Linked DNA regions of Mus musculus: all the other regions are linked to region 3. A link is a contact called in public Hi-C, HiChIP or PLAC-seq and promoter capture Hi-C data. All regions are on one chromosome and are shown on one strand. Each heading gives the region's core, a stretch centred on a gene start, on an enhancer-like site or on the middle of the called end of the contact. The rest is flanking DNA. Distances are from core to core; before and after follow the strand shown.

Region 1 (2,700 bases), core at 157-2,656, 260 kb after region 3:
AACACTGTTATTTCTAAGAAAGATGGATATTAGATATGCCACACATCAGCACAGGGTGGCATTACAGCATGCTATTAAGTTCAGATGCTGAGGCCCAGCAGAAATAACTTTGTTATTTGTAATCGCAATAAAGTATTTTATGTTGTGACTCAAAAGGAGAAACAGCATTGGTGAAAACTGACTTCTTCCTTCAGCAATGACCCTGAATTCACCAAGAAAGACAGAATCTGCTTAGACTGGGGTAGTTTAGCATCCAAGAGAATGCTGGATTGGGGTGCTGTGACTGTACTTCAGTCAGCTGAGCCCCAACAAAGAGTACTTGAGACCCTGGGTTGATTCCCCAATATCCCTTAAAATGAGATGGTGAAGACAGGCAGGTCTGCAATGTCATCCCATTCTCTCCAGAGGCAGAAGTGGGGGATAAGGACTTTAAGGTCATTTTCAGGCTCAGGTGGCATGAAGTCCACCTGGGCTATATCAAACCCCACCTCAGAACAGCAAAAGAAAAGTTGGTTTGAGATTCCCGAGCAGGACAGAGGGAAGGTATGTGCAAACAGTTGTTCCCAAGCCCAAGGAGAACTGGCAAAGCCCGGTTCACAACCAGAACTCCCAGAGATGCTGATTCAGTAGACATAGGGTGATGTGTACTTTCTATCACTGCTGGCACATACACCCTGAGGATGGGAACCACCCACAGTGTTCCGCTTATAAACACCAATCACATGTCTACACACCAGCCTTGGGAGGCTGCCTTCATTGTTCTATAAGAGAATAATTCAAATTCCTCCTAATTTCTGACAATCAGCTCCAATAAAAGTACCAGTGGGTTTAACAACTAAAGACCAAGAAGGGCAGGCATCCTTGAATAAAGCCAAAGGGGGGATAGAAGGAGCAAAGGAAATCTTGTCTGTGGAGTGCTTTGTGACAGTAGTTGTTCTGAGGTGATCCGGGCTAGGTGAGCCCAAATGCATCCTCAAGATTCCTCCCCATTCAAGCATGCCTTGGCTTCCCGTTTGCTCATTCACTTGTCAAAAAATATTCTGACCATCTGTGATGCACAGGGCACTTTGCTGGCCCCAGGCCCATTGGTGTTAGTGAGCAGACATGCTTTGGTTGTCAAGGGTGACAGACAAATAACTATAGTAGGGAAAAGTCCACAGCCATGAGCTGGAAAAAGAAGCAGATCTGCTTTGAATAAAGTGGATCCTATTTACATGAGGTGCAGAACAAAATGAAAGGCAGCTAACAGGAATCAGCTCACTCTACTGTAGTCTGCCTTGAGCACCCTCAGATGCCCTACAATCTTAAATTCAAGATAGCAAATAACTCTTTGTTTCAAGGGTCTAGCGCTTATACAAACTGGATTCCTGCTTCTGCTGGGGACATAGCTCCCCCTGGTGGTCGGAGGCCCAAGTTCTCACAGGCTACAATCTTTCCAAAGTGTGTTCAACAGGCATGCATGGCTTAGATGGGGATCTAAAGTCCAGAAAGCAAATAACCGCCTTGATTCCTTTGAGGGGTGCTCTGTTGGGTCATCTGAAACCTTCATTAATACCGAGTTTAAATCTCACCATCCCATTTTGCTGGGTGTTGGAATTTCAGGCAGTTAGTGAAGCTCTCGGACCCCCTATTTTAAGTTATTGCATTTGGATTGTAGCAAAAAAAAAAAAAAAAAAAAAAAAAAATGCTACCAAGCAATCCATTTCAGTGGATTCATTTAATGGTGCCAATAAGGAGCTGGTGTGAAGATTAAATATGACAACAAAATAACACCTAGCTTCTGGCAGGCCCTCCATGCTGCTGTTTTTATTTTAAAGTTTCAAATTCTTTCTTCTCTGCATCCTGCCTTCTACTTTTTCTCCCTTCCTCTCTCTAACCCTTACTCTATCCTCTCTTCTCTTGTACAGATCTTCCTGCTTCCTCTCCAGCCTTCCTTGCCCTTTTCCAACTCTGTCCTTTATCCTTCACAATCACCTTAAACACAAGTGCTCGCTCTCTCTCTCTCTCTCTCTCACACACACACATACATACATACATACATACATACATACATACACACACACATGAATGCACATATACACATGCACATGTACAAGCACATGCAAGCACTTGCACCATGTACATGCACACACAGAGAGAGAGAGAGAGAGAGAGAGAGAGAGAGAGAGAGACCTATTCTCTTTCTATTCACTTCTTTTTTTGTTTTGTTTTGTTTTTGTTTTTGTTTTTGTTTTTGTTTTTGTTTTTTCGAAACAGGATTTCTCTGTATAGCCTTGGCTGTCCCAGAACTCACTTTGTAGACCAGGCTGGCCTCGAACTCAGAAATCCACCTGCCTCTGCCTCCCAAGTGCTGGGATTAAAGGTATACACCACCACAACCCGGCTTCTATTCACTTCTTTTCTCCATCCTTCTTATTCCCAACCTTTTGTGAAAGTTCTTAGAGCCTATCATTGGACACATTCAGATGCTAAGAAGGTAATTTGCATGTTGTGCTAAGCCTAAAGGAGCCATTTTCCCATGAGTAGTGAACACTGTACCTCGTTGCCTGTTCTTCAGACAGGAACTGGAAGCCTGTCTGCATGAGTCACACTAGAGCATGGGTCCCTTCGCTCATCTTCGTCAGTGCTGGTACTTCAACACCCTGCCCCCTCTCTGGTCCTTCTGAGTTCTCTATTTGCAGCATCTCATCTTTGCATCCC
Region 2 (2,700 bases), core at 198-2,697, 280 kb after region 3:
CACACACACACACACACACACACACCACACACACAAACACACACTAGTTTACTGCTTTAAAAACACAAGCCACTTCAGTGCTATTGAGTCTCATGTTTATTTATCTGTTAAAAAATAGCAATAACTGTCACCTCATAAAATTGTTGGGATTACAAGAGATAATGCATGTGAAAGTGTTTAGCAAGTCTGGAGTTTAGCTATGATAATTATTATACACATTTTCAAATCATAATTAAGAACATATTTTTTCTTCCTTTAGAAATTCTGAGTCTTTACTGTCTAGAGAGTAACAACTAGCTACACATGGCCAGTGGGCACTGGAAACGTGTCCCATTCCAATTGGTATATGTATAGCTATAGCAGATTTTGAAGGCTTATTGTCTCAACAACAGTAGAATATTGAATAACCTTATAGTGATCATCTACTAACTTAATGCTGTGGATATGTTAGCTAAAATGAAACCTATTCATAAAATAAATTCACACATTTCCCTTTACTCACTATGGCTATCAGGGAATTTTAAACTGTAGATGGGGCTTGCAATGTACTTGGATTAGACAGCAGTACCCTAGAGGGTTGGATGTGTGCTGCTTCATCTTTTACAGCATCTTTTGGGAACACTATCAGTATTTGTCTACTGAATTGTGATGCTAGTGAGCGAGCGAGTGAACAAGAGAGCGGTCGTCTCCATCTGCTTGGCAGTCATGGGAGAGTATAAGCTGTGCTCCTGGCTTGTATTAGAATAGGTTGGGTGGAGCCTCAGGCTATGCCATAATCACCTCCCACAATGCTTTCCTGGTACCAGCCAAATCTAGTAAATAGCTCAAAACCCACCATGCCACTGCTACCACACCTACCAGCCTTCAGGAGACACCCAGGGGAATTGGCTCCACTTCCCTTTCCACCCTTCATGAACCTCTCCTAGTAACTAGTTAAAGTAAGTTGACTGGGAGAAGGGGAGGAATTACCTGCTTAAGGAGGAGCCTGTAGACACATCTTAACATCCCCAGTACCTTCCTGAGAAAGCCACCTCTGCCTGTACAGCAGGAGTATAGGGTGTGCTCTGCCTCCATGCAGGAAAATCAGTGACTTGGATGGGAAGCTTGGACTCTTTCCTACTGAGCTACATGACCAGACCATCTGTCTCCTCTGGGACTTACTGCCAGAGTAGGGAGAGGAGCCAAAGGCTCCCCTGAGCTCAGTGCTGTCCAATACTGCTCAGAACTCTTGTCATGGCATGAGGAACCCTCCCCAGCCAGAAAGCTGAGTTACAGCCTAGGCCATGGACATAGTCAGGCCCCTCCTACTTGGCTTCTTTTTTCTTCCTTACCACCTAGCCTAAACCTGCTTGGGTACCTGAGACCCACTCCAGACTATCTCAAACCTACCTATCAGAGCCTGCTACCTGGGAACACAAAGCCACTATCCACCAGACCTAGTTCCAACACGATACAGCCTGACAATCCCACAGAAGTAGACACCCAAGCTAGAAGACCACATGGCCCAACCACCTTGGACCCAGCAAGAGCATTTGAAGAGATGAGACAACTTTTTAAAAATAGAGTCGTAGAAGGCCTGGGAGAGGGATTTGTCTCTCCAGAGTGTCTTTTCTTCGGGATCTGTGTCAGAAGGGTTCTTAAATCTTCAGAAAGCCCTCATCTCTCCGCAAGCGTGAGAACGTGGTAGCAGCGAGGCACAGTAAAAAACCTGCTGATAGACAGATGGAATGGTGTAATTATACGCAGGAGGGAGAGAGGGAGCGTTTGCTGAAATTATTAGTGTGGGCAGACAATTAGAGGCTTTTCCAGAAGATTACACTTTTCCCTCCCATCTGCGCTCCATTTAGGAGTTTTTACATTCACAATGCTATTTCCTCCTCAGCTGTGCCATTTGCCATTTTGCCCAAATTATTATTGTGCTTGACTTTGCGATTGTTCAGACTTCACCAACACTGCTGTCTCTCTCTACTTGGCACTTGCTTTGCTCCCCAAGCCACCCTGCGTCTCTCCCCTCCATCCTCTCCATCCCTTCTTCCTCTGCTTTCCCTCCTGCTCCCAGGTTAACCAAACAAGGTCCTCAAGTGTTTAGCAGGATTGTGGCCACTCGTTTGTGACAGATGGCAATTAATGCACCATCATCATAGGTGACCATGGCATTAGGACAACTCAGAAGCCATGGAGAGAGCTCCTGGACCTGGGAGAAAAGTTTCTTTTCTTTTCTTTTTTTTTAAACTATGGCATATTTTTGCAAATGTTACTGATTAGCATATGCTAATGATACATATTGGTGGGGTACAGGGTGCACTATTAGATAAGGGTGATTAGCATTCTCATCTTCTATCCTGTCCTCATGTTGGCAATCTTCGCTTCCCTGTCTTCTAATGCCTAATAAAACATATACTAACTTATGGTTAACTAGAGCCACCCACCACACTACATCTCATCCTTCTGCTAACTGGATGTATGTGCCCTTTAGAATCTATGGACTGCTGTGGGAGGTAAGAGCCTGTGTTCCCTGCCTGTCCAGGTTAACCTAGGCTTGGGTTATTGCATCTGAGTTAAATGTTCTGATCTACTGTGGGTCTGATGTTCTTAAACTCCAGAGCCTCATTCATGATCGCCAATCATTCATTTATCCATGTACTCAGTAGAGAGGCACCGAGAACTTTACATGTTGCTGCAGTGTTCAATGCTGGAAGG
Region 3 (2,700 bases), core at 64-2,563:
AATGTGCCTTGCAGTCAGCAAAGCCCCATATCTGTAATACTGATGGAAGGGTAAGAGATCCCTAAAAGGACTCCCTAAGGTCCAAAGACTGCAGAAAGTAATGATTGATTTTGTAATTGAATGTTGAATGACGCACATTGAGAAAGCATCTTTCATTTTCCCCATCTCTCCCTTTAGTCCCTCTTCACCCACTCTCTATAACACTGCATATTTTTATGTGTTGCTTTGTAAGATACTTAGAGTTTGTGTCTTGTATGCACTCAACTTCCACTTTGGATCACAAGCTCCTGGAGGCATGGTCAATTTTACTTTCCCCCATGGCATGCCTAAATGTGTATCAAGTAAATAGACCTAGAAAAATTCATGTTGCTATCATGGAGGACATGGAGTTTGATTTGAGTGTGGATTTCATGACAGGTAAAAGACTTGCAGGTTTTTAAGAAATTGTTGCCTATGACCTTGGCCTCTCCTTGGCAATCAAACTCACAGCACCTTTTGGAGAAGAGGCATCCTTATAGTGATGGAGTGCTCATTAGAGGAGAGAGGCTCAAATGCAAAGACAGACTGCTGCCTGTCCTTGTTAGGGGAGACACAGACTGGGATAATAGTAATAAATAGGTATGTGTCACAAACCTGCCTGCGTTCGCTCTTAACTCCTGCATTTTGTTTTCTAGGAGCAGTGCAAGCAAACTAAGATCCAAACACCCAGGGCTTATCAATTCCAACCCCCTCCTCCACTCCTCTACCCCCCCCCACACACACACATACACACAAACCACCACCATCACCCCAGTCACCACATCACACACGCACACAACACACACACACACACACACACACACACACACACACACACACCAAGAAAGTCCCCCAAATGCAAAGCCTGCCCTGCTTGTGCTTATCTCAACTCCCTAGCCTTGGCTACACACACTGGCTAAGTCCCTGCTGGGGAAAGATGCACCCCTGACTACCTTTTAGCCCAGTTGCCAGTCCCTAGTGCAACAGCAAGGCAGGCACATTTTGATGCATGTGCACGAGTCTAATCATCGGTAACTTCACTCCCGTTTAACAACATTACATCGTGTGAACAGAAAGTCACAGCTCCGCTCGGTGCTCACTATACGTTCTGGTCAATAATGGTAACAAAAGCAGAGTATCCCCCTGTTTAGGGAAAAGAAGAAAAGCACAGCCTTTCTGCAACCCTCCCGTTTTGCAAAGCGTTCCCCTTTCCAAGTGTTTCCTCTTTAATTATGACCTGTTTCCCCTCCCTCTTCCCCCCGCCCCAGCTTCTGTGAAAGGAGCCCTTCTGTCACTCGTCACTCGCTTGCTCGCTCGCCCGCTCGCTAGCTCGTTCGCTCGCTGTGGGAGGAGCCCGCCAGAGGAAGCCGTGTGCCTGGGATGCCAAGAACCAGAGAATGGATCTGCTCCGAGTGGGCACATTGCTAAGGATCCCGGCTTCCCGAGGCGACTGAAAACAAGCATTTGGTTTCGGCTGCCTGCAGATACCCGGAGACACAACGAGACCTAAGCGGACCAGAGGAGGGACAGACCGACTGACAGATAGATGGTCGGCGCGAACCCTGGAGGACCGGCGGCGGAGGCTGAGCACCGCGAGCCCAGCCGCCGCGCTTGAAGAGAAACTAACTGCACACCCAAGTTGCCCGCCGGCTGCCCGCGCGCTGAGGAATGAGACCTTTCCAGCTGGATTTGCTCTTCCTCTGCTTCTTCCTCTTCAGTCAAGGTAGGAACCCGGCGCGCCGGAGTTGGAGCAAAGTCGGCGGCGGCGGCGGCGGCGGCAGCGGAGGGCGCGGGTGGCTGAGGGCTGAGGGCTGAGAGCTGGGAGGTGGACAGGCTCGGGAACTCGTACTAGCTGAGGGTCTTGGTGCCGGCCCATTGGCAGTTAAGTAGCATTGCTTCTTTGCATTTGCAAATGCTACAAAATGGAACTGTGGGTTTCCCTTCGGAAGGAAGGGGCTGGGAGAACAGGGGAGGCTGCACTTTCTCGTCTTTCTTGTCCACGTCCAACTCCAACTCTCCGATGCATGTAAGTTCTTTATGCACCCGGTATATTAATTAGGTAACATCCGTGTGGCTAGGCCATTCGGAACTTCTGGGTGCCTGCTCGCCTTTCTAGCCAGGTTGGAAAAGGGGAGCCTGGCGTAGGTGGAGATTTCAGTTTCAGTAAGGTCTAACTTGCCCGGGTGTGTTTAAAGCAAATGTGCGAGGTCTGCACAGTTGCAGAAAGGGATGCGATTAGGGAAGGTTCTGAGGCGGGTATTTACAGTGGCTGGGGAAAAGAACGCTTGTAAAGAGTTACATTGAATGTCACCCATTTCCCTGAGCAAGGCTGAATTCTGAATCCTACCAAGCACTGGATTAGGTGTATGAAATGGAATTTCGCCCCTGGTGCCGATTGCTTCCTTTCTGCAATCCTAGCAGGTGGACTCTCCAGAAAGAACTTTGCTACCTCTGGGATCCTTGCCACTGAGAGTCATGGGGTGGGTCATGGTGGAGGGAGGACTAAGCACGCGCCTACTTAGCTAAAGGCATCAACAGTCACCTGTGGAATTAAGACTGAAAGAGCCAAGTCAACCCATTCCGTCCCACTCTTTTGGAATGGCAGTGCCACCTCTGCCATCTGAGGCAGCATGTGTGCCTGCCAGCACAGCTCTTGGAGGGACAGGACTTTCAGAAAAAAAA
Region 4 (2,700 bases), core at 3-2,502, 310 kb after region 3:
TGTGTACATTGAAACCCAATCCCTGATGTCATGGTGTTAGGAAATAGAGCACATGGCAGGTGAGCAGGTCTCTGCTCTCTTGAGTGAGATAAGCTCCCCTGTGAAAGAGGCCTGAGGAAGAGGGTTTGCTCCTTCTACCACTTGAGGACACATAAAAAGCACCATGAACCAGCAGCAAGCCTTTAGCAGACACCAAATGTGCTTACTCCTTGATCTTGGCCTTCAGAACTGTGAGCAATAAATCACCCAGTTTAAGGTATTTCGCTACTTCAGCCCAAACTAACACAGGGATAAATCTGACATAAAGGTAGACATAAAGTCTTTGAAGTCTCTTCTAAGCTACAAAATTCCCAAAACACTTCTCAAAAGCAAACTGCTCCTGGACTGGGAGTGTAGCTCAGTGGTAGAGTGCTTGCCTACCAGGCTTGAGGTCCTGATCATCCCTGGTCCTGAAAAACATAACAAGAACAACAACAAATTGTTCTTGCCTTCTTTCTGGAACATTCCAACAGAACCATGTGACCTTCTAGTCTTCTCATGTAAATCTCTAGTCTCCAACTAAAAATACTTCAAGCCCAGTCAGGGCTAAGAGTTCACTCAATATCACAAAGGTAATGGGAGAGCCATGGTCAGAAGTAGCCTCATTTGCTGAGAAGACCTTACACAGACAAACCCTGCAGGTGTCTACTGAGATCATTTCCCTCCAGACTCTTACGTTAGATAGGGGGAAACTAACGAGCAAGGAAAAACACAGTCTACTGTCTCAAGCTTACTTTAATGCTTCTGTGGGCAAATTAAGATTTAGGGAAAAGGTTTTTTTTTTTTTTTTTGTAGGATCCAGCTCCTATCCATATACCCACAGGACTCTCCTTGGAATGTGGAGAGTCTGAACCTGTCTGCTTTGCTCCAGGACTGTCCTCAGAGTATTCATGATGGGTGAGGCTCCAGGCTCCCGTTTATTTTTCCCTCTTCAGTTTCTGGTCCAATCCCAATGGCAGGCAATGAATGGAAACACAGATGAGTCTTGGAAACATGGAAAGAAGCAATTATAGACTCCTTCCTTTTCCTGCCCCCTCCTCCCTGTTGGCTCCTGAGAATTAGCATAAATTCCTTGGTCAGGAGAAGCTATCAAAATACCATCCATCTGGATCTAATTTCCAGAGCTTCTGGGCTCGAAAGTGACCAGAGTTAAAGGTCTATTCATAAATTTTTCTCTTGCAGTCTGCCAGAACCCAAATTCTGCCGGCAAGCTGTCTGTCCAGGGCAGATAACAGATGGAACTGGCTTGAATTCTGCACACACAGCACAGTCTCTCACTGACCAATCAACTCCACGCCTTACCCAGCCAGCTGTGGCCTTGTTACCTTGAACTTCATCTGTCTGGGTCTTCTGCTTTCCTCAGGTCCTCTGTCTCAGCAAGCTGGCTACAACTTATTGCCTACCCTGCCTAGATCCACTTCTAAGATTATCCCAGCCTTATTGGCATCCTTCTCTTCTGCTTTTCCAAACACCATTTCTTTCCTTTTTTAAAATTGATCAATTTTCATCATTTTATATACATATGCAATGTATTCCATTTAATCTCTATCAGCATCTTTCCTAGGTCCATGGCTTTGGCTTTTGCTTTGTCCATTGGAGCCATCAGTGGGTACATAATCGAGGGCAATGATATTTCCTCTCCCTGGTTTTATCCGTGGACAGTTCATCAGTGAAGTGTAGGGGGAGAGAGCCATTTCTGCCTCCAATTCTTTATCCCAGACACAAAGGGGGCAAGGAGACTCTTGCCTTATTATACTACTTTATATAATTTGATAAAGGGCAAACTAATAATAATTGGCTTTTTTAACATTTGATATTTAACACAAAGCAGTTATGGCATTATTCAAATAGAAGTGAGAACAACAGTTGATGGGTTAGTCAGCAACTTTGTTAGTTTGAAGGTTTAACAAGTCAAAGGAAGAACTGGTTGTATAAATCAAAGAAAGATTTTTCTCATTTATCTAACTAGATAATAAAGTCCTCAAGTATTGTGAGGCTGTTTAAATTATTCTTTGTATCCTCATAGCTCTATGCACAAAAGGAAGGACATATTCTGTGTGTGTGTGTGCGTGTGCGTGTGTACATGCATGTGTTCATTCTATTCTATAGTCACTGAATATTACCTATCCATCCCTCTCCCTGTCCAGGCACCTACCAATGACCACCACCTCTCTATAGCTGGACTTTCTCCTATTTTATAAAGATGGGATTGTACCATATATGTTTTTTTTTTCTCAGATTGGCATCTATCATTTTGCAATGGAGTTATCCGTGTCGTGACCTGCAAGCTCTTTTCTTTTTAGTGCTCCATGATGGTTCATCCTATGGCTTGGCCCACCCTTATTCATCTAGCTTTGTTCCCTGCTGAGGGGCATCTGTGTTGCTTTCTGTTTTTGATAGATACAAGTACAGCCACTAGAAAGCTTCGCAAAAAGGCCGAGTACACACATGAGCTCTCAAACCAGCTGGGCAGATACCCAGGAGTGTGAGTGCTTGCCTCATGGTAAGACAATGCTTGGCTTGCACAGTGGCTCTGCTATGGTACCTTCCCACCAGCAGTGAGGAGAGCTCCTTGTCTTCACGATGCCATCAGCTCTTTGGATTTCAGCCGCTATAATATGTGTGTCAATGTACCTCATTTTAACTTGCATTTCCTTAGTC

What was found. Promoter capture Hi-C pulls out the DNA fragments that hold promoters and counts their contacts. Hi-C and Micro-C count contacts between places; a contact is called where the count stands out from the background. HiChIP or PLAC-seq counts read pairs in DNA pulled down with a chosen protein or histone mark.
Region 1: a contact with region 3 is called in a Hi-C map of cortical neurons, with 5 times the contacts expected there. The contact joins the enhancer-like site here to the promoter of Kirrel3 in region 3. A contact is called at or near these places in 15 of 39 promoter capture datasets (the 3T3-L1 cell line, the C10 cell line, the SN4741 cell line and 8 more), 4 of 15 datasets of contacts at CTCF or cohesin (embryonic stem cells, hippocampal excitatory neurons, pro-B cells and 1 more), 197 of 484 Hi-C or Micro-C datasets (the 3T3-L1 cell line, 3T3-L1-derived adipocytes, the AML12 cell line and 95 more), 23 of 115 datasets of contacts at active chromatin or transcription factors (SST interneurons, astrocytes, craniofacial prominence and 13 more) and 5 of 9 other capture datasets (adipose tissue, embryonic stem cells, embryonic tail and 2 more).
Region 2: a contact with region 3 is called in a promoter capture Hi-C map of hippocampal neurons, with 8 times the contacts expected there. The contact joins the enhancer-like site here to the promoter of Kirrel3 in region 3. A contact is called at or near these places in 4 of 39 promoter capture datasets (cancer-associated fibroblasts, embryonic stem cells, hippocampal neurons and 1 more), 2 of 484 Hi-C or Micro-C datasets (both in cerebellum), 7 of 115 datasets of contacts at active chromatin or transcription factors (craniofacial prominence, embryonic basal ganglia, embryonic forebrain and 4 more) and 3 of 9 other capture datasets (adipose tissue, embryonic stem cells and liver).
Region 4: a contact with region 3 is called in an H3K4me3 HiChIP or PLAC-seq map of neural tube, with 4 times the contacts expected there. The contact joins the enhancer-like site here to the promoter of Kirrel3 in region 3. A contact is called at or near these places in 3 of 39 promoter capture datasets (embryonic stem cells and liver), 1 of 484 Hi-C or Micro-C datasets (nephron progenitors), 5 of 115 datasets of contacts at active chromatin or transcription factors (astrocytes, embryonic limb bud, forebrain and 2 more) and 3 of 9 other capture datasets (adipose tissue, embryonic stem cells and liver).

The regions. Positions count from the first base shown.
Region 1 is chr9:34,751,590-34,754,289 of GRCm38.p6, forward strand. All of the region lies in intron 1 of Kirrel3 (kirre like nephrin family adhesion molecule 3), which reads left to right. Among named protein-coding and RNA genes, the nearest start is that of Gm33561, 100 kb to the right of the region's middle. Within about 2 kb of position 1,407, at least 22 of the 459 cell types and tissues checked have an H3K27ac peak or open chromatin away from gene starts, as enhancers often do. A contact at or near this core is called in cerebellar granule neurons, cortical neurons, hippocampal excitatory neurons and 3 more, where this site is marked.
Region 2 is chr9:34,770,389-34,773,088 of GRCm38.p6, forward strand. The region is part of intron 1 of Kirrel3 (kirre like nephrin family adhesion molecule 3); the gene reads left to right. Among named protein-coding and RNA genes, the nearest start is that of Gm33561, 83 kb to the right of the region's middle. Within about 2 kb of position 1,448, at least 18 of the 459 cell types and tissues checked have an H3K27ac peak or open chromatin away from gene starts, as enhancers often do. A contact at or near this core is called in cerebellum and hippocampal neurons, where this site is marked.
Region 3 is chr9:34,487,418-34,490,117 of GRCm38.p6, forward strand. It overlaps Kirrel3 (kirre like nephrin family adhesion molecule 3), which reads left to right and starts at 1,314. Exons shown (of 17, transcript NM_001190911.1): 1 at 1,314-1,741. The coding sequence starts at 1,687.
Region 4 is chr9:34,796,974-34,799,673 of GRCm38.p6, forward strand. All of the region lies in intron 1 of Kirrel3 (kirre like nephrin family adhesion molecule 3), which reads left to right. Among named protein-coding and RNA genes, the nearest start is that of Gm33561, 57 kb to the right of the region's middle. Within about 2 kb of position 1,253, at least 7 of the 459 cell types and tissues checked have an H3K27ac peak or open chromatin away from gene starts, as enhancers often do. A contact at or near this core is called in neural tube, where this site is marked.